Regions from separate parts of the Mus musculus genome. Here regions 1, 2 and 3 are each linked to region 4. A link is a contact called in public HiChIP or PLAC-seq and promoter capture Hi-C data. All regions are on one chromosome and are shown on one strand. Each heading gives the region's core, a stretch centred on a gene start, on an enhancer-like site or on the middle of the called end of the contact. The rest is flanking DNA. Distances are from core to core; before and after follow the strand shown.

Evidence for each region. Promoter capture Hi-C pulls out the DNA fragments that hold promoters and counts their contacts. HiChIP or PLAC-seq counts read pairs in DNA pulled down with a chosen protein or histone mark.
Region 1: a contact with region 4 is called in a promoter capture Hi-C map of hippocampal neurons, with 2.3 times the contacts expected there. The contact joins the promoter of Niban2 here to the promoter of Garnl3 in region 4. A contact is called at or near these places in 4 of 39 promoter capture datasets (the SN4741 cell line, hippocampal neurons, liver and 1 more), 9 of 484 Hi-C or Micro-C datasets (the C2C12 cell line, CD4 T cells, the N1E-115 cell line and 6 more), 2 of 115 datasets of contacts at active chromatin or transcription factors (both in embryonic stem cells) and 1 of 9 other capture datasets (liver).
Region 2: an H3K4me3 HiChIP or PLAC-seq map of bone marrow-derived macrophages shows a contact between it and region 4, with 3 times the contacts expected there. The contact joins the enhancer-like site here to the promoter of Garnl3 in region 4. A contact is called at or near these places in 7 of 39 promoter capture datasets (the C10 cell line, the HPC-7 cell line, cranial neural crest and 4 more), 4 of 484 Hi-C or Micro-C datasets (bone marrow-derived macrophages, cerebral cortex, cumulus cells and 1 more), 8 of 115 datasets of contacts at active chromatin or transcription factors (bone marrow-derived macrophages, embryonic hindbrain, embryonic stem cells and 1 more) and 2 of 9 other capture datasets (adipose tissue and liver).
Region 3: an H3K4me3 HiChIP or PLAC-seq map of bone marrow-derived macrophages shows a contact between it and region 4, with 4 times the contacts expected there. The contact joins the enhancer-like site here to the promoter of Garnl3 in region 4. A contact is called at or near these places in 9 of 39 promoter capture datasets (the C10 cell line, the HPC-7 cell line, cranial neural crest and 5 more), 4 of 484 Hi-C or Micro-C datasets (bone marrow-derived macrophages, cerebral cortex, embryonic stem cells and 1 more), 13 of 115 datasets of contacts at active chromatin or transcription factors (the 230-238 cell line, T-cell acute lymphoblastic leukemia, bone marrow-derived macrophages and 6 more) and 4 of 9 other capture datasets (adipose tissue, embryonic stem cells, liver and 1 more).

The regions. Positions count from the first base shown.
Region 1 is chr2:32,873,639-32,879,086 of GRCm38.p6, reverse strand. Niban2 (niban apoptosis regulator 2) reads right to left here and starts at 2,953. Exons shown (of 14, transcript NM_146119.2): 1 at 2,683-2,953. The coding sequence starts at 2,737. Gm13523 (a long non-coding RNA gene) reads left to right here. Exons shown (of 3, transcript XR_003954026.1): 2 at 739-840; 3 at 5,107-5,448.
Region 2 is chr2:33,299,530-33,304,545 of GRCm38.p6, reverse strand. All of the region lies in intron 4 of Ralgps1 (Ral GEF with PH domain and SH3 binding motif 1), which reads left to right. Among named protein-coding and RNA genes, the nearest start is that of Ralgps1, 69 kb to the left of the region's middle. Within about 2 kb of position 1,530, at least 74 of the 459 cell types and tissues checked have an H3K27ac peak or open chromatin away from gene starts, as enhancers often do. A contact at or near this core is called in the HPC-7 cell line, bone marrow-derived macrophages and neutrophils, where this site is marked.
Region 3 is chr2:33,322,022-33,327,335 of GRCm38.p6, reverse strand. Ralgps1 (Ral GEF with PH domain and SH3 binding motif 1) reads left to right here. Exons shown (of 20, transcript NM_175211.5): 4 at 2,633-2,683. Among named protein-coding and RNA genes, the nearest start is that of Ralgps1, 47 kb to the left of the region's middle. Within about 2 kb of position 3,330, at least 44 of the 459 cell types and tissues checked have an H3K27ac peak or open chromatin away from gene starts, as enhancers often do. A contact at or near this core is called in the 230-238 cell line, adipose tissue and bone marrow-derived macrophages, where this site is marked.
Region 4 is chr2:33,128,381-33,133,576 of GRCm38.p6, reverse strand. Garnl3 (GTPase activating RANGAP domain-like 3) reads left to right here and starts at 2,958. Exons shown (of 30, transcript NM_001355200.1): 1 at 2,958-3,153. The coding sequence starts at 3,062. Ralgps1 (Ral GEF with PH domain and SH3 binding motif 1) reads left to right here. Exons shown (of 20, transcript NM_175211.5): 20 at 1-158.

The DNA of each region.
Region 1 (5,448 bases), core at 1,704-4,203, 250 kb after region 4:
CATGCAGAGACATATATGGGAGCAAAACATTCACACATATAAAATTAATAAATCTAAAAAAGAGATGCTGGCCCAAGGTGAGCCAGCTAACACCTTGCTCCGGTCAAAGTTTGTAAGGAATTGTTAGACCCTTGGAGCTAGAAGGCACCTCAGCCACCAGGTGCCACACCCCATTCTGTTCAGATCTAGGGAAACTGAGATCTAGAGAAAACAAGCAGCCCCTAGGTGACACAGGCTCAATTGCTCTCAGGCCCCTTCCGTACTAAATGTGCAGAAACCACCCTGCTACCAGCATCTCCAGCACTGGGTTGGAACAAGTCCTTGCTTGCCAGAGGCTTTGAAATCTCAGGATGAAAGATGCCGGGGCAGCAAACCTGCACCCTGGGTAAGAGCACGCCTGACCTTTGCCAGGACTTGCAGGCTGGTATTCACCTGCTCACCTGCTAAGGGAGGGTGGAAGGTGGCCAGCCAAGCCTTAGCACCCTAACAGGCCTGGGAGCTTAGGGCCCTGTGGGAGGGGTGTTCTCACAGCTGACACTTCCACAGGGAGGGAGGGCTCTGGAATCTTAATCATGTACCTGCTGGGTGGGGTGAGGGGACTGAATGGGTGGCTGGAGGTGGCAAAGTCACAACCCCATTTCCCTCCAACAAATTCTTAAGGAAATTAGTTCGTTCTCTCTCTCTCTCTCTCTCTTTCTCTCTCTCTCTCTCTCTCTCTGTTGGACTACCTTCTTGTAGCACCCACCCTTACACTCAGGAGCCTCCCTGGCGAGCCTGCCCTGGGATCTAGGGCATCTGAAGAGGGATTATTAATAGCACTTTCAAGTGTTTGGAGGAAAGGTAAGCAGGTTGAGTGGGCACAACCCTATTCTCCCCAGCCTGTATCCACAAAACAAACTCAGCCCTCTCCGGAAGGGGCCACTCCACCGTCCCCTGGCTTCGGTCCCCTGGCTTCGGCTCCACTCAGGGAGTTGGCCAGGAGGTCAGGGGTGGGTTCTCAGCCTAAGACTTGGGAAGGTGGGAGATCTGGGTGTGGGGAAAAGAAAAAAAAAAAAAAAAAACCACTGAAGTAGGGCACACCCCACCCATGCTTGCTGAGAGCCTGAGAGGAGGCTCTGAATGGAGAGACTGTTACAGAACCCCAGGAGGTTGCCACCAACAGGGAAGGGACAGGAAGACTCCGCCCTGCCCTTCCTGAGCCCAGGCCTTGTCCTACAAGGAGGCCTTCCAGGACTTAACCCCTAGCTGTTCAGAGGTGAGAAATGGTCTATATCACCCATCCTGTCCCCAACTCCAGGCCTGGCCAAGTGACTGGATAGTCCTTCTTTGGCACCTTCTTTGTGCCCGGCCACAGTGAAGCCCTGGAAGTGGGGACACCTGCCTTATTCTAGGGTCCCTGCTATCAAGGGGAAATATAGCCAAGCACCCAACAGGACATCAAGATAATGTAGGGACACCACACTCAATGAACAGGGAGACAAATGAAACCAAAGGAACTGTCTCCTCTTCCTGTGCTCTGATAAACCCAGCTGGTTGGCACGCCAGGTCTCAGGGCCTCCTGTACTAAGCAAAGCTCACTAAGCTCTCAGCAGCCATCCCAAGAAGTCAACACCCGCCCCTTAGGAAGGCAACACCGAAGCTCTTGGACATTGTGACTGGCTCAAGCAGGGCAGTGGTGCCCCAGGCCTTTAATCCCAGCACTTGGAAGGCAGAGGCAAGTGGCTCTCTACGAATTCGAAGCCAGCCAGGTCTACAGCCACAACTACATGGTGAGACCCTGGCTGGGAAAACCAAAACAAAAGAGACTGGCTCAGGATCACACACTTGGGAGAGAAGCTGAAATTACATTCAGGACCGCCAGGCCTGACTTGCCTGTGGTCAGCCAAGCTTTGTTTTGGGATAGCCTGAGATTCTCACCCCATCTCCCACTCCCTACAATGAGCCCAGGATCCTGCACTCCACAGACTTGGGAGCAACTCCCTCTAGAGAAGTGTCCACCGCGCAGTGACAGGCTGAGAGCAAGGCTGGCAGAAGGAAGGTACTGAGAGGTACTGAGAGACTGAACTCTGGCTCTGAGAGAACCAGCTCTGGCCATAAACAGACCCCCTAGGCTGTAGTGCCAGCACTCTGCTGAGGTAAAGCCCAAAGACAGGGACCCGCCCCTTCAAGGGCACCCCATCTCTCCTTAGCCCCACTCTCCACATTCGGTCCCCGGCTCTCTAAGGGCCCATCCCCCTGTAAGCTTCAGCCACGTGTACCCGGACTGAGGCCAGGGCGAGGAGGAACAAGGCAGCTGAGGGGGGAGTCTGGAAGGTCTGACTCTGTGGGGCAGAGTCCAGAGTAGAGGTTAGGCTTGGAACGTTGTTGGGAAAGATGGGGGGCGCGACCCCTCCGCCACGCCTGTAAGTGCATGGTTCTGGCCAGGCTGGGCTCCAAGGGGAGCAGTGGGATCCAGTAGAGAAATGGGATCCCAGGCTCCTCAAAGGGTGAAAGGAGCATACAGAAGGGCCTGGAAGGGCCGTCCAGACCGAGAGAGAACAAGTTCGGAGGAAGAGTAAGGGTCTGGCCGGCTCTCGTCCCGACCTGGGCCTTGACTCTCGAGTACCGCTCCCCATGAGATCGGAGGCGTGGCCCGGGGTGCCCGGGGAGCCCCAGGCCGGCCGGGCGCTGAGCGGTGCTCACCTGCGATGTGCTGGCGCCGTGCGTCATCCAGGTGTGTGGACAGTACGTCTCCCATGGCGAGGAGAAGACGCGGCCGGATCCGCCCGCCGCTACTCAGACTGACGCCGCTGGCGCCATGGAGTCCGCAGGCCCCGCTGCCGCCGTCGCCCCGCAGCCCCGCTGCCGCCTCGGCTGCTCTCTCTGCGCTCCCACCGAGATCCCCACCGCGTCCCTCCCTCCGGCCGCTGCTGCCTCTCTAGCCCGCGCCCAAGCCCCGGCGCCCGCCCCGCCCCGCCCCGCCAGGCCAGGCCAGGCCACGCCCCTGTCGGAGCCACGCCCTCCTCTCCAGTCCAAGGCGGGAGGGGACCTCCAGACAGCGAGGAGACTTAGACAAAGAGAAGATCCCCAGAAAGGAGACCCGGGACGGACCTGCTTGGTGTGCTTCAAATTCAGATAGCAGCGAAGAAAAGGCTGATGGGGGTATCGCAGAAAACGGAGAGCCCTTGGGGCTGTAGCCTAAGCGTCTCCTCTCCCCTCCTCAAGCCGAGGACAATGTAGGGACTACAAGGGGACGCCGGGACGGACGTGTGGGAATTCAGCATTCCTCCTGCCCCCTTCCCCCAGTCTCGCCCACAGCTGCTTGCACTGGGGAAGTCCCCTAGCCTTGATCGGACCTGTCCTAGAAGGTGTGCCAACCCGTCTTGCACAATAGATAGGGGTAGACGGGGAGGGAAAATGGACAAGTATGGGGTGGAAGACTGAGGGACAAGGGAGGGGAAGAGATGGGGCGGGGGGTGCGGGGGGACATGGTTAGAGCTCAAAGATATCATCAAGAGGTCATTCCTCAGGCCCGGCTCGTGGGCGTTTCATTCGAAGGAGGCTTGCTGAACAGAGCAAAGCAGGAAGGCTATTTTTGCACTTTGTTAGACTGTCTGAAATGAAAAGCCGGGACCTCGGACTCTGGGTACTTGTACAGTAGGGCTGGGCATGGGTAGGTAACTAACAGAAGGTGTTTCGGTTTCTGGACCTCCCAAGCCGGTAGAGGAGACTAATTTGATGACTTGGTCTGCACTGCCTGTGTGACCAGGGCTGGCTGTGTTGCTGCTCCCTCACACCTCTTGGCTCACCACTATAATGCGCTCCACCAGTTATTAGCTGCTCTCCCTGTAACCCTGACACCTGGCAGCAGGATTGTAACAGTTACCTATAACTAGGCACCTGTCTTGTAGGCCTGTCACCACCACACCAGGTGATGCAGACTCTCTGTCATGCTTTCCATCAGCAGTCAGCCACTGTGGTGAACACTCATTTGCTAAGCCTCCTGCAAGATGCTGTGCTTAAGTGTAGGGGTGCATGCAGTAGGGAGGACAGATCTGAGGCTGTGGGGCTGGCGAGACGGCTTAGCTTAGCGGTAAGAGCTCTTACTACTCTTGCAAGAGCACTCCGGTCCTTTCCTGGCACCCACATCAGGCAGTTCACAAATGCCTATAACTACATTTCCCGGGTATCTGACTACTACTTCTGCCTCTACAAGCTACTATACTCACCTGGGGTGAATAAATTCATGCAGGAAAACACATGTACATATAAACAAATAAATGATAAGATGTTGAGGTCAGCCTAAACAAGCTGCAAAGCAAGTTTGAGGCCAGTCTAAGACACATAGGAAGACCCTCTTTCAAAAGTTCAATGGCTAAACTGGACAACTAGTGGTGCTCTCGTCTTTAACCCAGCACTCAGGAGGCAGAGGTAGGTGGAGCTCTTGAGTTCGAGGCCAGCCTGATCTACAGAGGGAGTTCTAGGACAGCCAGGGCTACAGAGAGAGACCCTGTCTAGAAAACATGCACACAAACATATACAGGTTTGTGTGCACACACACACATACACATGCACACACACAAGCTACCTATCCTCTATGACCCTGGACAAGTGCATTCCTTGTTGAGCTCAGTCCCCTCACCTGTCAAGTCAGAGTAATGATACTTTGTGGGGAGGCTAGGAAGAGAGAGAGTGCCTACCATAGACAGTCACTTTCTCAATAAACAGAAATGTTGTTCTGGTCCCTGCCCTCCTGAAGTCTGAGGGAGGGAACAGAACATTGTGTTATGAGGACAGTGATTTAAGCACAGTACCAGAGCTGAAAGTTGAAAAACGAGAATTGTGACAGCATGTAGCAAGGAAAGGCCACTCAGGGAGCGGGGCCCACACAGGCAAAGGGCAAGCCTGAGAAAAACAGGATGTGTTCAGAGTCACCAGGAGGAATTGGAGGCAGGCTGGCAGAGATTTTCAGTTTCCTTGTGCAGAGGTGGGCCAGAGAAGGAAAGCGACTTTTGTCCAAGTCTCACAGTAGGGACCCAGGGCCATCACAGTTGACCCTGAATGTCACTTCTCTGGGCTGCCTGAAGCAAGTGATGCTAATAAGCTCATTTTTCTCCTTTCCCTCAGCCTCAACTACAGAACCTAGAAAGGTCTGTGCTGCCTGGGGAAAGGACAGCAAGAGCCAGCTGGGCCCCACCACGACCTGACCGGCTCCTCAGCCAAGCTAGAGGCCTGGGCCAGGTGGAGGACAGTGACTGGTAGCCTGTCCCTAGCCTTCATGGTACACCCAGGCCCAGAGCCTGGGGCACATAAACTTCCCAGAACACATGTCAGGTCCCTGGCACAAGGACCCTTTCCTCTTGGCTTAAAACTCTGTTGTCTGCCATTCAACTACCCCGAGCTCCCATGACCTCAAAAGTGGGAAAATTCTACCTGGTGGTGGTGGTGGTGGTGCATGCCTCTAATCTC
Region 2 (5,016 bases), core at 281-2,780, 170 kb before region 4:
GTCTGTGGGGCCTGTGAGGGTCTCTGGGTCAGCTCTCTCTTTTTTGTTCTTTGCCTGCCCCCTTCTTCAACCTGTATCTCAGTGTGCCTTCCTGGCTCAGCTGCCCTTACCCTCCGTGACCCCCTTGGGCTTTGACATTTATTTCCAGAGTATATTTCTGCACCTACATTTGTTCTTTCTTCCCTAAGGTCCCTTCCCTTGTAGCTTTAAAGTCTCCATGCATGTGTGTTTCAACTTTCTATAGTTTCCTGACAGGTTATAGCTCAACCCCAGATCTCTAAGATGCATAGGCAGGCACATGAGGATGCTCTCCTGCTCTTGTGTTTTTCCTGCTGTACCTCCTCCCAGGCTCGTGCTCTCCCTTAGGCCTTCCCCAACCCCATTGTAACCTCTCACCGCACTGAAATGTGTCCAGAGTAGTGTGTTCAGAATTGATGTCTGTTTTCCTCATTGAAGGCAAACAGCCTTCGAGGTGTGTAGGCTGCCTGCTATTGACCAGAGGTGACCAAGAATGGGAACAATGGGCTGGGCCTGAGCTTGGAAATGAAGCTGCTGTCTCATTCCCTGCCATGTAAACAGTGGCTTCACACCAGGACAGGCAGATGGCTCCAGTGTCTGAAAGACTTCCGTACACTTCTGAGTGAGTGTTCCTGTGTAGAGCACACACATCTGAAGGGCTGGTTCTCCCTCTCGCTTTCAGGGAGGAAATGGCTTTTCTGAAAGAGCCATTCCTGCTGGTCTATAAGACGGGGCCTTCCATGGTCAGTGTCAAACAATGCACTCATCAAAACAGCCTCAGGCCCGGATGGGTGTTGTGCTGTGCAGCCATTGCTGGAACTCATCAACAGCCTGGCGTTACTTCCAGAGGTCTTCTGTCCGGGACTGCATCTGTGATCCGAAAGCACGTTCCTGGGCTGGGAGAGGATTCCTTTAGCGTGAGGTGCTCAGTGAAACTTCTCTTAAGCAATGCTGACTAGTCCTGTGCTGCATCCTGCCAGCCACGTCTGATTGCTGCAGGGCTTGGGGATGGCCCTAGAGACCAACCAGCCTGAGTCCTTGTGCCACCTCTGGTTGTGTTGTATTGTGCAGGCACGTTTCCTTCTAAGTGAAGTCTCCTTATGCCCTGTCCTCTGTCAGGTAATTGTCCCACATTCATCATTCTTCCAAATAGATTTTCTCCAGTAAATGCTACTTCCCTTGATTAATTTGCATATATTAAATTGTTCTCTGTGAATCTTAGCTTTCTTACCTACAAAGTACAATAAATAGTAAAGTCTACTTCTTCCTCATCCTGCCTCTATTTTTCCTTTTCTTGTTCCCCTTGCTGTTCTGTTTTGCGTCTGAACCCTGAGTGTGCCCTGATCAGCTATCCCCAGCCTCCTTCTTCCATTCATGGTTTCCTGCTGCTGCCTTCCCAAATGGTCTCATCTGGGTCACCTCTGCATGGCATAGTGCCCGAGGGTCCAGAGCTAACTGCAGCACAGCCTCTGTGCTCCTGCACAACCACTAGGGAAGGAAGCTGCTGTGGTGGCTTTGGGTGGGGGCAGGGTGAGCGCTGGCCTCTGTGCAGAGGTGCCTGTTGCTTCATGTTGTTTCTCTGTTAGGAAGTGATGGTTGTTAGCCCAACATAGAGTTCACTGAGCTTCTAAGTGTTCTTCATCTTTTTAACATGTATCTATGGTGGGTGAGGGGCACAGGCCACAGCACGTATTGAAGTGAGAGGACGAATGTAGGCGTTGGTTTTCTTCTACCATGTGAATTTGAGGCATGAATCTCAGGCCATCAGGATTGGCGTCCTCTTTGTCCCTTCAGGTTTCAAAGGATTAAGTTTCTGAGACAGGATTGTTGGGCTTGGAGAGTCTGCCTGTCACTTTCCATACTGAGTAAGCCTGTTAGCATGAATTATATGTTCTATAAAAGGGTTAGAGAGTGCACTTAGGAAGTCACATGACTTGGAACCACTGGGTTAATTCCCCCCTTATGTGGTTTCAGCACACTAATCAACTAGCAAAGTCTCATTTGGCCCAACACAGAAGGCCACATGAAGAACCCGCATCTTCCTCAGAAGCACATGATGCCAGAGAATGCTTTGTATTCTCCCCGATGTTAAGTGTTTCCCACAGTATGTGACAACCAAGGACACACTGCTTTTGTGTAGAGATGCATGCTGACCAGGCTGAAATTCCACTGGAAACAGTGAGACACAAATTAGATATTGCAAAAACTCAGAGCAGTCAACTAGGAGATAAACTAGCATTTCTTCCTCATGCCCAGAGGAAAGGTAAAAGGCGCTGAGAGAAGGCCCAGGGGTAGGAGCACTGGCTGTTCTTCCAGAGGAAGGAGCTGGGTTTGATTCAGGTAATCTCATGGCAACTCACGGCTGTCTGTAACTCCCATTTCCAAGGAATTCAGTGTCTTCTGGTCTCCCTGGGCACCAGGCATGCATGCGGGCAAAACCCCCATATACACTTAAACAATGTCAGTCATAAGTTATTCTGCAGCATCAGTCTCTGACCCGGGCAGCCGGCGTCCTCATAAGACCAGATGGGTTTGATTTTCAGAAGATTTTCAGTAGGTGGGCATGGTGATTGTTGGCACTCCCAGTTGTTCTCAACCTTCCCAGTGCTGCAGACCTTTAATACAGTGCCTCATGCTGTGGTGACCCCCACCCTGGAATTATTTCATTGCTACTTCATAACTGTAATTTTGCTATTGTAATGAATTGTAATGTAAATATTTTGGCAGATAGAAGTTTACCAAAGAGGTTGAGACACACATGTTGAGAACCAGCACCCTAGAAGGAAGATGTGGGAGAGCCATTGACTTTCACCTGTGCATCTAACCTCTTTAATCAAAATTTGCCCTAATTTATACTGGTCTCATGGTCTGTGGGAGGACTGGAGAGGGAACCCTATCTATATGGTGTGGGAGAACCATCACCTGTGCAACATGAGGTCTTCCCCTCACCATGCTCTCTGTCTAGCAAATTTGTTGGTTCCCCAGGGAAAACTTCAGTAGGATTGAGTCATGGTTTTCCACTGGGACCTTAGAAGGAGCAGAATAGATATGGCCTGGTTCCCTACAAGAAAATGCTTGGAACTGGTATCGGGATTCTGAAAAAGAGTGGCGATGTGAGAAAGTCCTTGTAATGCTTTAAGGACAGAAGCCTGTGGGAAGCGGTGTGAGTTGGAGCGACGGCAGGTGTCCTGTGCACGCATACCTGAGGTGGAAGTCCCTGTGACTGTGGGCTCTGGCTTCAGCAATCAGGAGACCTGGCTTAATTTTGACTCGCACATTAACTACAAATGGGGGTGTAGGTAATTTCTGTGAAGTGGGGGCAGTAATGGAGCCTGTCTTATGGGCTTCTTATGAGGGCAGTGGGACAAAGTGTGAGGCGTGTGATCGGGTGGGGACTTCAGTGTTATTTGAGAGGCGCTCTGTGTTGTTCACCATTTTCATAGTGAACACCTACCGAGTCTCTAATCGAGAGAACTAAATGTTGCTTTTTTTAAAAGAGAACATTTAAAGTGTTGTGTCCCATCTTGTCTCCAGTGGCAGAGTGGAATTGGACATGTCACCCTGCAGGCTTCCTGTGGGCTCGTTGGCTGGGGGAGCTGGCCTGCTGGTTGCTGTGCTATGTTCTGTTAATTGGGGCCCTTCCTCTGTCACATGGACCAGAGACTGCAGGGCTGCTCTTGGCTGCCACGGGCACAGACAGCTGGATCTAATTGTGCAGAGCTGTGCAGACAAGAGCTGCAGAAGGAATGTTTTGGGAAATCTTCATCATCGTGACCCTAAATCTAGTGCATGCTTTCCAGCAGACAGTAGTTAAGGATTTGCAGAAACAGTAATGACTGGAAATGAGTTGTTAGTCTATAGAATGAACAGCACTGAAAGCCAAGGACTGAAAGACAGATTGCTTCTGCTTTCAGTGACTACCCCCATGCATACACCCAACTCTGTCCCAACTGGCTGTTCTCTCACCCCCTGGGATGTGCCTGGCAAGAGTCCTGAAGCCAGCATGCTGCCTTCTCCTGGCCACCTCCTCCTTCCTTCTCCACTTCAGCTTCCAGCAGGTGTTTGTTTCAAATGGCTGAAGAGTTGCTCCCCCAGGAAACACTGTGTGTACCCCTTGCTGTCACCTGGCAAATGTGAGCACAGCAGAAAGAACCAGTGTGCCTGGCTCACTGTGCTGTTCTTGTCTGTTCCCCGGGTATAGCCCCTAACCCTCAGGTGAGGCTCCCCTCAGGAGATGACTCCATACCTCCTTGACCTGGAGCTTTCCTTCTCCTCTCTCCTCCACTCTCCTAGCCACCTTCTTCCTCAGTCACATGGGTTCTGCATATTCTCAGCCATGCTGAGGATCTCCTAACTTGGCCTTCATGTGTGCCCTTCCTGCTGCCTGGATCCTCTTATGCTGCACAGTTGCAGGGCAAGACCCTCATTCCTTCCAACCTTCGCTACACAGGAGACTTGGAACTACAAAACATCCTTTAGAATGGACATTAGCCTAGAAACCAAGGCCATTGCTCTTTGCTGTCCTAAGTTCTGATGATCAGGATTCCTGTCTTCCCAGCCCCAGAAGATACCAGGGTCCTCAAGGCCAGGGACTTCTCCAGTACAGTGCCAGCCACTTGGGTATCTTCTCCAACCTTTGTGCTAGGCCAGTTTACCAGGCAGGCCCCTGGAGACAGTTCATCCAGATACCCCTCTCCTTCTTCCTGGACAACGTTTTTCCCAAAACAATGACCTTTTCCCTACTGACCACAGAGTTCTTCTCTCTTCCCTTCTAAGCTCCATGGGCATGAGTGTATATGGAGCTTCCATTGCTATATTTCCTTAACCCACTGTAAGTCTGGAATGGGTGAAAATAGGGACCTCTTACATCTGCCCAACCTTGTATCCCTCCCTTTTTCTTCTTTATATTCTTCCTTCCCTCTTCCCTTTCCTTCTTCCTCATCCTAGAAAGAGGAGAGAGAGAGAGAGAGAGAGAGAGAGAGAGAGAGAGAGAGAGAG
Region 3 (5,314 bases), core at 2,081-4,580, 190 kb before region 4:
GTGTTTGGGCTGTACGTGCATGTGCTGGTACATGGACCTGTCTCTGTCTGCATTAGCTACATTTATCATCACCCCCTCACTGTGTGCATGCATACACAATTTATTATTGTTATACCAGACATTCTGCATCTCTTATTTTGAATTCCTACCATGTGTATTGCAAGGTCTGAATGTGTCCCACAGGGTAGGTTCAGTCAACCAAATGTCAGAAAGGCCCATGGCCCTCCTCCCTGTCTCAGAGGCATGTGGTGACTGACACCTGGTTCCCGTGTGATACACCGAGATGGGTAAGTTACGAAATGACCTTGGCCCTGGTCAAATGAGCATCTGCTTTTTGGTCCCATCAGTGGCATCAGAGCCTGTGTGCTGCTGTGGGAGTGCCACACCCTTTGCTTTTCAGTTTGTGCAAGAGGGCAGTGGAATGGGGTGGCCATGCCACACTCCTGCAAGTTCACAGAGCTGCCTCTTAGCTTCTGAGAGCCACCTCAGGGTCTTAGATGGGTTTGTGGACACATCTCAAGCGAATAGTTCTCTACCATGTAATTTTGGGGAGGTAGAGACTTCAGAAGAGAAGTCAAACTTTATTTAAATGTGAATAGTAGTGTCTTTATCATGGAAAATTTAAAATACTGTATCTACAAGTTTTTTTTTTTTTTTTGGTTTTTTTTTTTTTTGAGACAGGGTTTCTCTGTATAGTCCTGGCTGTCCTGGAACTCACTTTGTAGACCAGGCTGGCCTCGAACTCAGAAATCCACCTGCCTCTGCCTCCCGAGTGCTGGGATTAAAGGCGTACGTCACCACGCCCGGCATACAAGTTTTAAAATTAGAAAAATAATTCATAGTTGAAGCAGAAAACCAAGTATCATAAATATTTCCAAACTAAAATGTTCCTCTTACTCCCTGCCTCACCTTCCAAATGCCTGTGACCAGTTCTGCAGCTGCAAGTCCATCGCATACTCAAAGGGAGGGCGTGGGCAGAGCTATAGGAGGGCGGTAGGACGGCCAGCAGAGAAGTTTATCCTGTCTCTTATCAGCTGGGTGGTGGACGCCTTTAATCCCAGCACTTGGGAGGCAGAGGCAGGTGGATTTCTGAGTTCGAGGCCAGCCTAGTCTATAGAGTGAGTTCCAGGACAGCCAGGGTTATACAGAGAAACCCTGTCTCAAAAAAACCAAAAAAAAAAAAAAAGTAACTCTGAATGTATTAAGATGACCTGAAACTGAAAGTAATAGGAGAATCCACTCAGGTGCGGGCATGACAGGCTATGCTTTAGGGCGGTGGTTTTCAACCTGTGGGTCGCAACTCGAAAAGGGTTATCCTGCATATCAGATACTTACATTACAATTTATTTCAGTAGCAAAGTTACAGTTATGAAATAGCAACGAAAATAATTTTATGGTTGAGGTAACACAGCATGAGGACTGCATTGAAGAGTCACAGCATTGGGAGGGGTTGAAAACTTCTGCTCTAGGGGCTTGAAGAGGGCAAGACATAAAAGCAGTGACAGACTAACAGGGTTACATCAGACACAGAGACTCTCCCAGCAAAGGAAGCAGTCAGCAGGGTAAAGGACTGCCCCCAGGATGAGAGAAAACACTTGCAAACTATACATTCTACAAGAGGTTAGTATCCAGACTGCATAAGGATCTTCAGAAAGCTCACTAGCAAAAAACGCAAATGAAACCAAAATAAACAGAGAGATGACAGGATTCATGACTGAGCAGTAGACCTGGTGGGCTTGCCCAGAGAAGGCATGGAGGAGGCCATGGAATGTGGAAGGATGCCCAGAAGTCATCAGAAAAAGGCAGCTCATATCCATGAGAGCTCATTAACTCCAGGAAAATGTCTGCTGCCACCAAGTTGAGACAGCAGCCACTGCTGAGGAGGCAGAGAAATCTCTGTGTGTGCTGTAACCGGGCATGCTCCTTAGTGGGGCTGTTACAGACAACAATGAAGTCGTTTCTCAGAAAACCAGAAAACTGCTCTTTGTTACAGCAGCCCAGCATTGGCTATATCTCTAAAGTCAGAAAAGTCTATACTTCTGCTTGTTGAAGCCCTGTCTGCAATATCAAGATATGGAAACAAATGGAGTGGATACACCATTCGTGTATAAAATAGGGCACACACACACACACACACACACACACACACACACACACACACACACACACAGTGGGTTATTATTAAACCATAAAAAAAAAGAATGAAATCTTGTCAGTTGAGACAACACAGGTGGAACCAGAGAGTATTCTGTTAGGTGAAGCAAGCAGGCTTAGAAAGACATGTGCCACATGCTCTCTCTTGTATGTTGCATATATGGAAAGGTGGCTTCCTGGAGTGAGGGAGTCTGGGAAGAGAGATGGGGTAGAGAGGGACTGATCTGTGGAGAAAGAAGCCCCAGCCTGTGTTATGCAGAGGGTAAGCTCTTACTGCAGAGAGATTGGGAGGACTTTGTGTGTTTTATCATGAAGAAATGATGATGTATCCAAGAAGACATATATCTAAGCTGATTTAAATGCCACCCACTGTACACGATTGTTCAGCCATTGTATGGTACCCCACGAATAACTAAAACTTCTGTTTTTCAAGTATTAGTTTACAAGCCTCTAACCCTGTATTCCTATTCTCTTGTAGAGTCAGATCACATTGATGGACATCCCCGTGTTCAAAGCCATCCAGCCAGAGGTCTGTACCATGATGTAATCCCACTGGGGCTCAGACTGGGGAGGGTAATCTGATGAAGTCTCACAGATACCTGTGCCCGTTTTGAGTCGGGATTTGGGTTCAGGTGAGAAAGTCCCATCTGGCCCAGTCTGGCAGGGCAGAGCGGCTGCTGCCTCAGTCTGTGCTGTGCAGCCTGCCTCCTTGTCCCAGGCTCAGGAGGGCTGTTAGGTCTGGAGCTTTCTGAGCTTTCTCTGTGCCGATGTTACACCCTGGTGGCTGCCTTGCTTCTGTTTTTGAAACTAGTTGCCACAGCAAACCTCACATGTTTATATTAAGAGCATATGTGCAGTTTTAGAAGCGATGAGGGGAAGAGTCATTCGGGGTCTTTAGAAGTGAGGGGGATGAATGACATCCTCTAGTTGGTGAAGAGGCTTTAGTTATTTTACCCAGAGTTCCTTTTCTTTGCTAGCAAGTAACACAAACCCTTTTCAGAAAGCCAAACTGAGACAAGAACCTTCCCACAGTGTCTACACACAGGGAAAGCTACTGGGTGTGAGTGTCCCTTCCATTACTTCTACTTCCTGTCTTCCTCCCTCTCCTGTCTGCATGTGTGGTGGCCTCATGTGACCTCCCCAAGGGATCCACATTTACAGCTTCCCACACTGACAACATAGTTCTTTCTCTAGCCCAGTGCTGTCATGTGGCCAGTGCGCAGTCAGCTGTGGCCAAGGGGTCAGGATGAGCAGACACTGCTGATATGCCTGGCCGTGGGTGAGCTGCAGGTGGGGAGACAGCCAGGAGAGCCCTGTCCCCTCTCCAGCAGTGTGCTGAGAGCACACTTAATCTTTTTTTTCCTCAGAACAGGTTTATTGACCATAATGAAGTTCTATATACAAAGTGACCTAAACCTTAGTGACAAATGCTATAATTCCAGGATGTATGTGTTTAAAGCAGGAAGACCATACATTTGAAGTCAGCCTGGGCTACATAGTTATAGGCCATGATGGGCTGTGATCCTGGACTACAGTGACTGTCACCAAAGAGCAGAGTGACAAAAGCCCAAACAATGCTCCTCTCTAACTGATGTCTTGGTAACTGTCTGTCATACAAATAAGGGAGTCCACATTGGACATTAACTGAATGGCCTATTTCTGGAACTTTAATAGTTTTACAAATGAGCTGAGACAGGCATGACTGAATCCCGGTGAGAGGCCACTGGAGAGCTGGCATCAGATGTCAAGAGGCCATTTTGTGCACAGTCACTGTGATGCCATCATGTTTCTGGATCATAATGTTCTCATTATCTGATTCTAAACATACCGCAGGGATGTCGGTGGGGTCAGAGGTTAGCTTAGCTGCCTGCTGGGCTAGAACACATATCACTCCAGCATGCTCATCGGACAGGGTACCACGGCAGCCCAGATTAAGTCCTTGTGAATCTGTGCATAGGACTCCAACAATGGAGTTCATGCCGCTGTCCCATTCCAGCTCCCCTGTCAGGAGCCCAGGACCGGCCACACGCACTACTCACGTGTCCTCCAAATGCTCACACTTATCTTTATAGTGACTGCCACTTTCAATGGAGCCAGAGTGCCTAGCCCTCCAGCCCAGGAGAATCCATACTGCTGGCTGGTTGTACAGTAACAGTGGCTATGTTAGTTGGGCCTTACACGCTGGGGCTTAGCTATGCATGCTGTTTTCATGGTGATGCTGCCTTTTCCTGTCTCAATTCTACTGTGGAACAGCTCACTGTTTCTAGGTAACAGTTCTCTGCCTCCGGGAGCTTTGCTGCCTTCAGTCATATGATGGTTGCCTTCATTCTCAACTGAGTCTCTCTAGATCTCTGTCTTTTTTCCCCCTCAGTTTTTTGAGATATCTTATGGTCTTAACATATCTCAGACTACCCTTGAACTTTCTGTGTAGCCAAGGATGACCTTGAACCCCTGATCACCCTGCTTTTGGCTCCTGAGTGCTAGGATTTCAGGTGTGAGGCTAGTTCTGATTATATTCTCAAAGCTTTGATTTGGAGACCCTTAGATGTCTGCAGATTTGTTCTGCAACCTGACTATCAAACATGATGACTCAGTCTGTCAGGTGGCCCTCGCTGTCCAGGTGTGACTGGGAGGCAAATCAGGCAGCAGGGTGTCTGCCACTCCAAAGACTCATCAACAAGGGCCAGGCAGAACCCTTCTCTGGGGTACTGTACTGTAGCATGGAGGGAGCCTTGCCAGGTGACATCTTAAGTTTGTACCCAGACATTAAAGTGCATTCATTTTCCTTTAAAATTTTATCTTGGAGGTCTAAGTCTCAGAGTCACCAGGACAGCTGTCAAAGCATGGGATTCCCGGACTACCACTCTGGGACTTGATGAATCTGCACCTCTGGGTTGGGCCTGGAACCCAGTTGGTACTAAGCTGACTGTCAGAGAGTGAAGAGCCAGAGTCAACTGCTATGAATTATTTAGAGCCACCTAGGCTTGAACTGCTAGGGTCTATGACGTTACCCCCAAAATGGAGGACATTTCTCATTGTCAAACCATGGTTGGAAGGACCTGGGAGCCGCCCCACTTCTTTGCTGCTGTTGTTATTGTTAGTGGACTGAAAACTGGAACTTTTCCTTTTGGGATGCCTGCCGTGTAGTAGTAGGACCACC
Region 4 (5,196 bases), core at 1,709-4,208:
GTCTTTAGATTTTTGGTGAAGTATTTTGTTACCTCAGTCTTGTATCAAGTTGCTGTATTTTTCAGCTTGTTACACTGATAATAATTGTTTCACTAATTAAATACTTTAATGTACAGACATCTTTGTTTACTTTGAAATTAAATGTGTTTTCCAATGAATATCGTTCTATTTATTAGTGTCACATGCAGTCAATTTGACAGGCAGCTGCTGTGCTACATGCCTGGAGGAGCCCAGGGCTCTGCTGAGAGTAACTAGGATGTAAATATATAGGGAAAGAACAGGGACAATATTGTGGATCTCTTGGAGAGGAAGGCAGAGGGTCTGGGGATACCTAAGAAGACAGGGGGCCTTGAGAGTTTTCAGATCAGAAGTCGCAGAACATTAAGGAGGCTGTAGGAGTGGGGGGAGGGGGGTCAGGGAGACAGAGAGGACAGGATGCACATGGGGAAAAGCAGGCAACCCGAGATTACTGAGGGAGAGTTCCAGTCAAGGTGATAATCTGAAAAGATCTGTCAGGAGGAAGTCATGATGCATAAAGCAAACCCACTCCAGTTTGATTAGAGGTAAAGGAGAGAGGGAGAAAGCGAGGGAGGGAGTAAGGGAGGGAGGGAGGCAGAGAGAGAGCAAGCGCCAGCGAGCAGGAGCGCAGGAACTAGAGTAGATTGGGGATCTCAGTGGCAGCTCCCAGGCATACACACCCATTCTTGCTCCTGTCTCTGCTTGAATGAGACCAGAACCTTGTGATCGCAGTGAAAGAGCCCTGCTGCACAAATTAGCACACACCTACACTTTACCTGGGAAGAGGAACTCTCAATTGAGCAGCTTCCTCCATCAGATTAGCCTGTAGACAGGTCTGTGAGGGCTTTTGGTAGTGGTGGTGGGGTGCTGTGAAGGATCTAAGCCCACTGTAGGTGGTAGTATCCCGGGCAGGTGGTACTTGGCTAGATAAGAAAAGAAGGTGAGCAAGCCAGAGGAAAATCTGTTAAGTGCTGATTCAGTTCTTGAGTTCCTCACCCTTCCAGCTCCAAACTGTTGTACCTCGTTGTGGACTCCGCTTCAGCCAGGAAGACCCGCATCATCCAGGCACCCCTGAAGTGAGGAAGAGGCAACGTGGGCGGGGCTTGTGTAGGGCAGGGGAAGCTAAAGGGCTCTTGGGGCTGAATAGCCAAGGGACAAGAGACGCAGAATTGCTCCAAGTACAGACCTCAGTTTCTGCTTGGGACATTGAGCTCCTGCTCTGACTTCCCAGATGATGGGCTGTAGCCTGTAAGACAAATAAAGGCTTTCTTCCCTAAGGTGCTTTTGATCACAGCAACAGAAACTGAACTAGAAATAGATGGCAAAGCCATCCTTACTTAAACTCAGATGAATTTCCACACCCAACTACAGTGCAATGTTACAGAACTCAGATGATGCATCCGACTCGGGGAGGAAATGAGGGGTGGAGGTTAGAGCTGTCACAAAATTGGAAGGTTATGAATGAAAACCTGAACCCACAACTGGTAGACAACCAAAGCTCCCCTCAGCCTCACTGTGTCAGACCACAAACAGCCACCAGGAGACAGTAGTACCTCCTTTTGCTGACTGGTTAGATCCTGAGGTAGCGCAAACCTCATGGTGGACCCCAGTTCAGGCAGGAAGACCCGCACCATCCAGGCACTCCTGAAGTGAGAAAGAGGCGACATGGGCGGGGCTAGATAGGCGGGACTTGTAGGCGGGGAAGCTAGAGGGCTCTTGGGGTGGAATAGCCAAGGGACGAGAGAACAAAATTGCTCTAAGTACAGACCTCAGCTTCAAGAGAAAAGAGGCGGAGCTCCGGGGTTGGGGGCCATGCCTGTGGGCGGGATGTGGAGAAAGGCGGCCCCCAAAAGAAGGCGGTGCTACGATAGAAAGGACCAAGAGGTGCTGAGGTGAGGAGGGTCAGCAGAGAATCCAGCAATCGGAGCTGTGGAGCGGCGGGCCGATAGAGCGCTCTGTGCTGGAGGGGTAGGTGGGAAGGGCCTAGATCTGTGGGAATGGTAAGGAGCGGGAGTGATGGGCCGTGGACCCGACGAAGTTGAGGATCCAGTGGGCATTGGGAGCCTGCGTGCGCTACACAGAAGAACGGAGGGAGCGCGGGTAGAAGATCTTGGTGAGGCCAGTTCAGGAGGGGCGTGGCTGGAGCTGGTGTAGAGGCAGGGTGGGGCCTGCACTGGTCTGAGAAGGGCCGGAGAAACGGAGATCGTTAGCTCGGGGCGTGGCCTGTGCCCAGACTAGGGAGTGAGGTGGGTTTGGCTAAGAGATGGGGCGGGCCCTTGGCAAAGCTGAAGGGCAAAGGGACTGACTGGATAAGGGTTTGGGGTGGGGCCTGAGCCCACTGATAGGTAAGGCTTGGTACTTGGGGCGGGGCACGGGTGGAGCCTGAGCAGAGCTGAGAGGAGATCTGCGTGATTGGGGCGGGGCAAAGGCGGACAGGGGCGGGACCTGAACCTAATTCAAATAGACTGGGTTGGGGCGGTGAGGGGGCGGGGCCTAAACCCAGCTGAGTGGTGAGGGAGGATCTTCTAGATTAGGGGCGAGGCAGGGGGAGGGCCAAGGCCTCAAAAAGGACCAAAGGGAGTGGATTCGGTAGGAGATCAGGGAGGTTCCGGAGACTAGCTCCGGAGAGATGAGGCAAACTTCGCTAGGCTAGGGGCAGGGCTTAAAGCCAGAGGTTCGGAAGAGGCGTACCTGCTAGAATGGGGGCGGGGCAGAGGTGAGGCCTAAAGCCAGAGGCGTGGTTAGGCCGTTAGAGTAGGGGCGGGGCCTAAAGCCTCAGGCGTGTTCAAGGGACCTGATTAGAGTAGGGGCGGGGCTTGGACCCCGCGAATAGTCTGAGGGCGTGGTTAGGCTGGAGTTCGGGGCGGGGCCTGAGGTCCCAGGCTGGGCTGGAGTTTGGGGCGGGACAGAGGCGGGGCTTGGGTCCGGTGAGGGGTGCGGGGCGGGGCGTGGGCTGCGGCGCGCTAGCTGAGCGTCCGGCCGAACACCGCCGAGGCCCGAGCCCACCCGAGTGTGCCCGAGCCGTCGGCCCCCGCCCGGGGCGATGGAGCAGGAACCCGGCGGGGCTGCCGCTGCGCTCCTGCGGCAGAAGAGGGCGGCGCTGCGGCGCAGGGGGTGCAGCTTTGAGAGTCCCAGGTACCGTTGCCCCGGAGGGGTGCAGCCTCTAGGGGTGGGAGAGGGGAGTAGGCCACGTGGGGGTTGGCGGTGTGAGGGGACAGAGTGTGGCGAGGCCGCGGCGTGGGAGGGAGTCGGCGCAGAGCCCAGTAGAGCGGCCGGGCCACGCTGAGGGAGTGCCCAGCGGGAGGGCTAGAGACCTGTGTCCGGCCGGCAGATGATGTGGACGTCCGAAGCCTCGGCCCTGTGACAGGCCCTGCACACTACGGCTCAGGGAGGTCTTGGGCTGTGGAGAACGCGACCTGCCTGCTTCTAAATGCTCAAGGACAAGGTCGGAACCCCTAAGCCCCCAAAAGGACACCCTTTAGGCTTCTCTTGCTTTCTATAATCCATCCTCGCACCCCAAGTGCCTGGCCACCTGCTGCCTATGGCCCCGCCCATCTGTGGTTGGGGTGGGGGGCACCCTGCATAGTTCCTAGGTCCTTTCTCTTTCCCAGGTTGTCCGTGCCCCTCCCGGACTTACCTTCCTTAACTGGCGCCCTCCTGAGGAACCAGCCTGGCCGTAGGTGAAGCTTGGCTGCTGCCGGACACGCCCTTCCCTTTGCGGCTCTTGCCCATGCCTATCCCCGGCTTACTCCCACCTCCAAGGAATTCCTTGTAACTTGAAATGGGTCCTGCTTCCAGGTGGACTCATTCCTTTCAGAATGACTCCAGCACCACCATCTGGGCCAGATTTTCATCAGTATTCTGTAATAATGGCCTTAGGGAGGGTATCCTGAAGCCAACCCCCTTCCTCCTAGCCTACTGCTGCCTGCACCCCTGAGTTTTTAATTGCCATAGCATGGGTAGGGACGAGGAAGAGAAAAAAGATGTAGGACTCTAACCTCCACTGAGGTGGAAAAGAGAGTTCATTTGCTAAGGCACAAAGCAAACCAGCCAAGATCCTTAAAGGAAGGTGTGATGCCCTTAATTGGCCTTTCTCAGACTCAGTCCTTGACACACTGCTCCAGCAGTTCTGATGCTGTGTGGTAAGGACAGATATCAAGGCTGCTCTAGCCGCTGCCCTAGCCTCTTCCCCATCACCACAGCTGCCTCAAGCCTGGCCCATCACAGAGCCTGAAGGGCTTGGGCACTCCTCCCTCAGGCTGTAGAACTGCTCATCAATTCTTTTTGAAAGTCTTTCTTGAACTCTAGGCTTAGCTTTGTGTGATCAGCACCTGGGCATCTGCCAAGAAGGTTCTAAATATTTGTGTGGTGACCTGAGTGGAACATTTCCCTTCCATAGGAGACCCAGGCAGCTAACAATCTCTATGGCTTGAGCATGAAGAATAGGAAGAGGTATACCAAGAGACTGGAGCAAAGAGAATCTCTCAGGTCTGAGGCAGCCTGCTTAGGACAGTGCTGCTACAGAACTTCCGGACATGAAGGAATGGTTCTGTAATGCAGCCCATGCAGTCCGGGAGCCACAGACACCTGTGGCTGTGGAACACCTCGCCAAGACACCTGAGTGTTGAGTTGTGCTTAGCCTTCAATGCAAGTAACCACATTGATCCCAGCACTACCCCCTCAGCCAGCATTAATTAGCTTTCTCAGGCTCAGTCCTTGACACATCTGCTCCAGCAATTCTGATAAGAGCCTTAGGAGGACTGAGAAATGCGTACCATAGTGGACAGTGCTGGCATAAAAATTAGACTTCCTTCCCCTTTGTCTTCATGACCATATTCTTCAAGAACTGAAATGACTTACAAGCCTCCAGGTGTTTTTGTTCTCTGATACACCATGACATTATCTAGTGGCTTGTGAGATAATTAGGATTAGCTTTTTTTTTTCTTTTTTTCTTCTAAAAATAATTTATTGAATGAAATTTGAAAATGCAAGAAGAACATAAACAGGATAATTAAATTATTTTGATGGTAGTATTGATGATATATAGTCTCATATAGCCCTGGTTGGCCTGAAATTCACTATGTAAATCAGGCTGTCCTGGAACTCACAGAGACCTGCCTGCCTCTGCCCCTTAAGTGCTGGGATTAAAGACCACCACACCCAGTGGATAGTTTATTG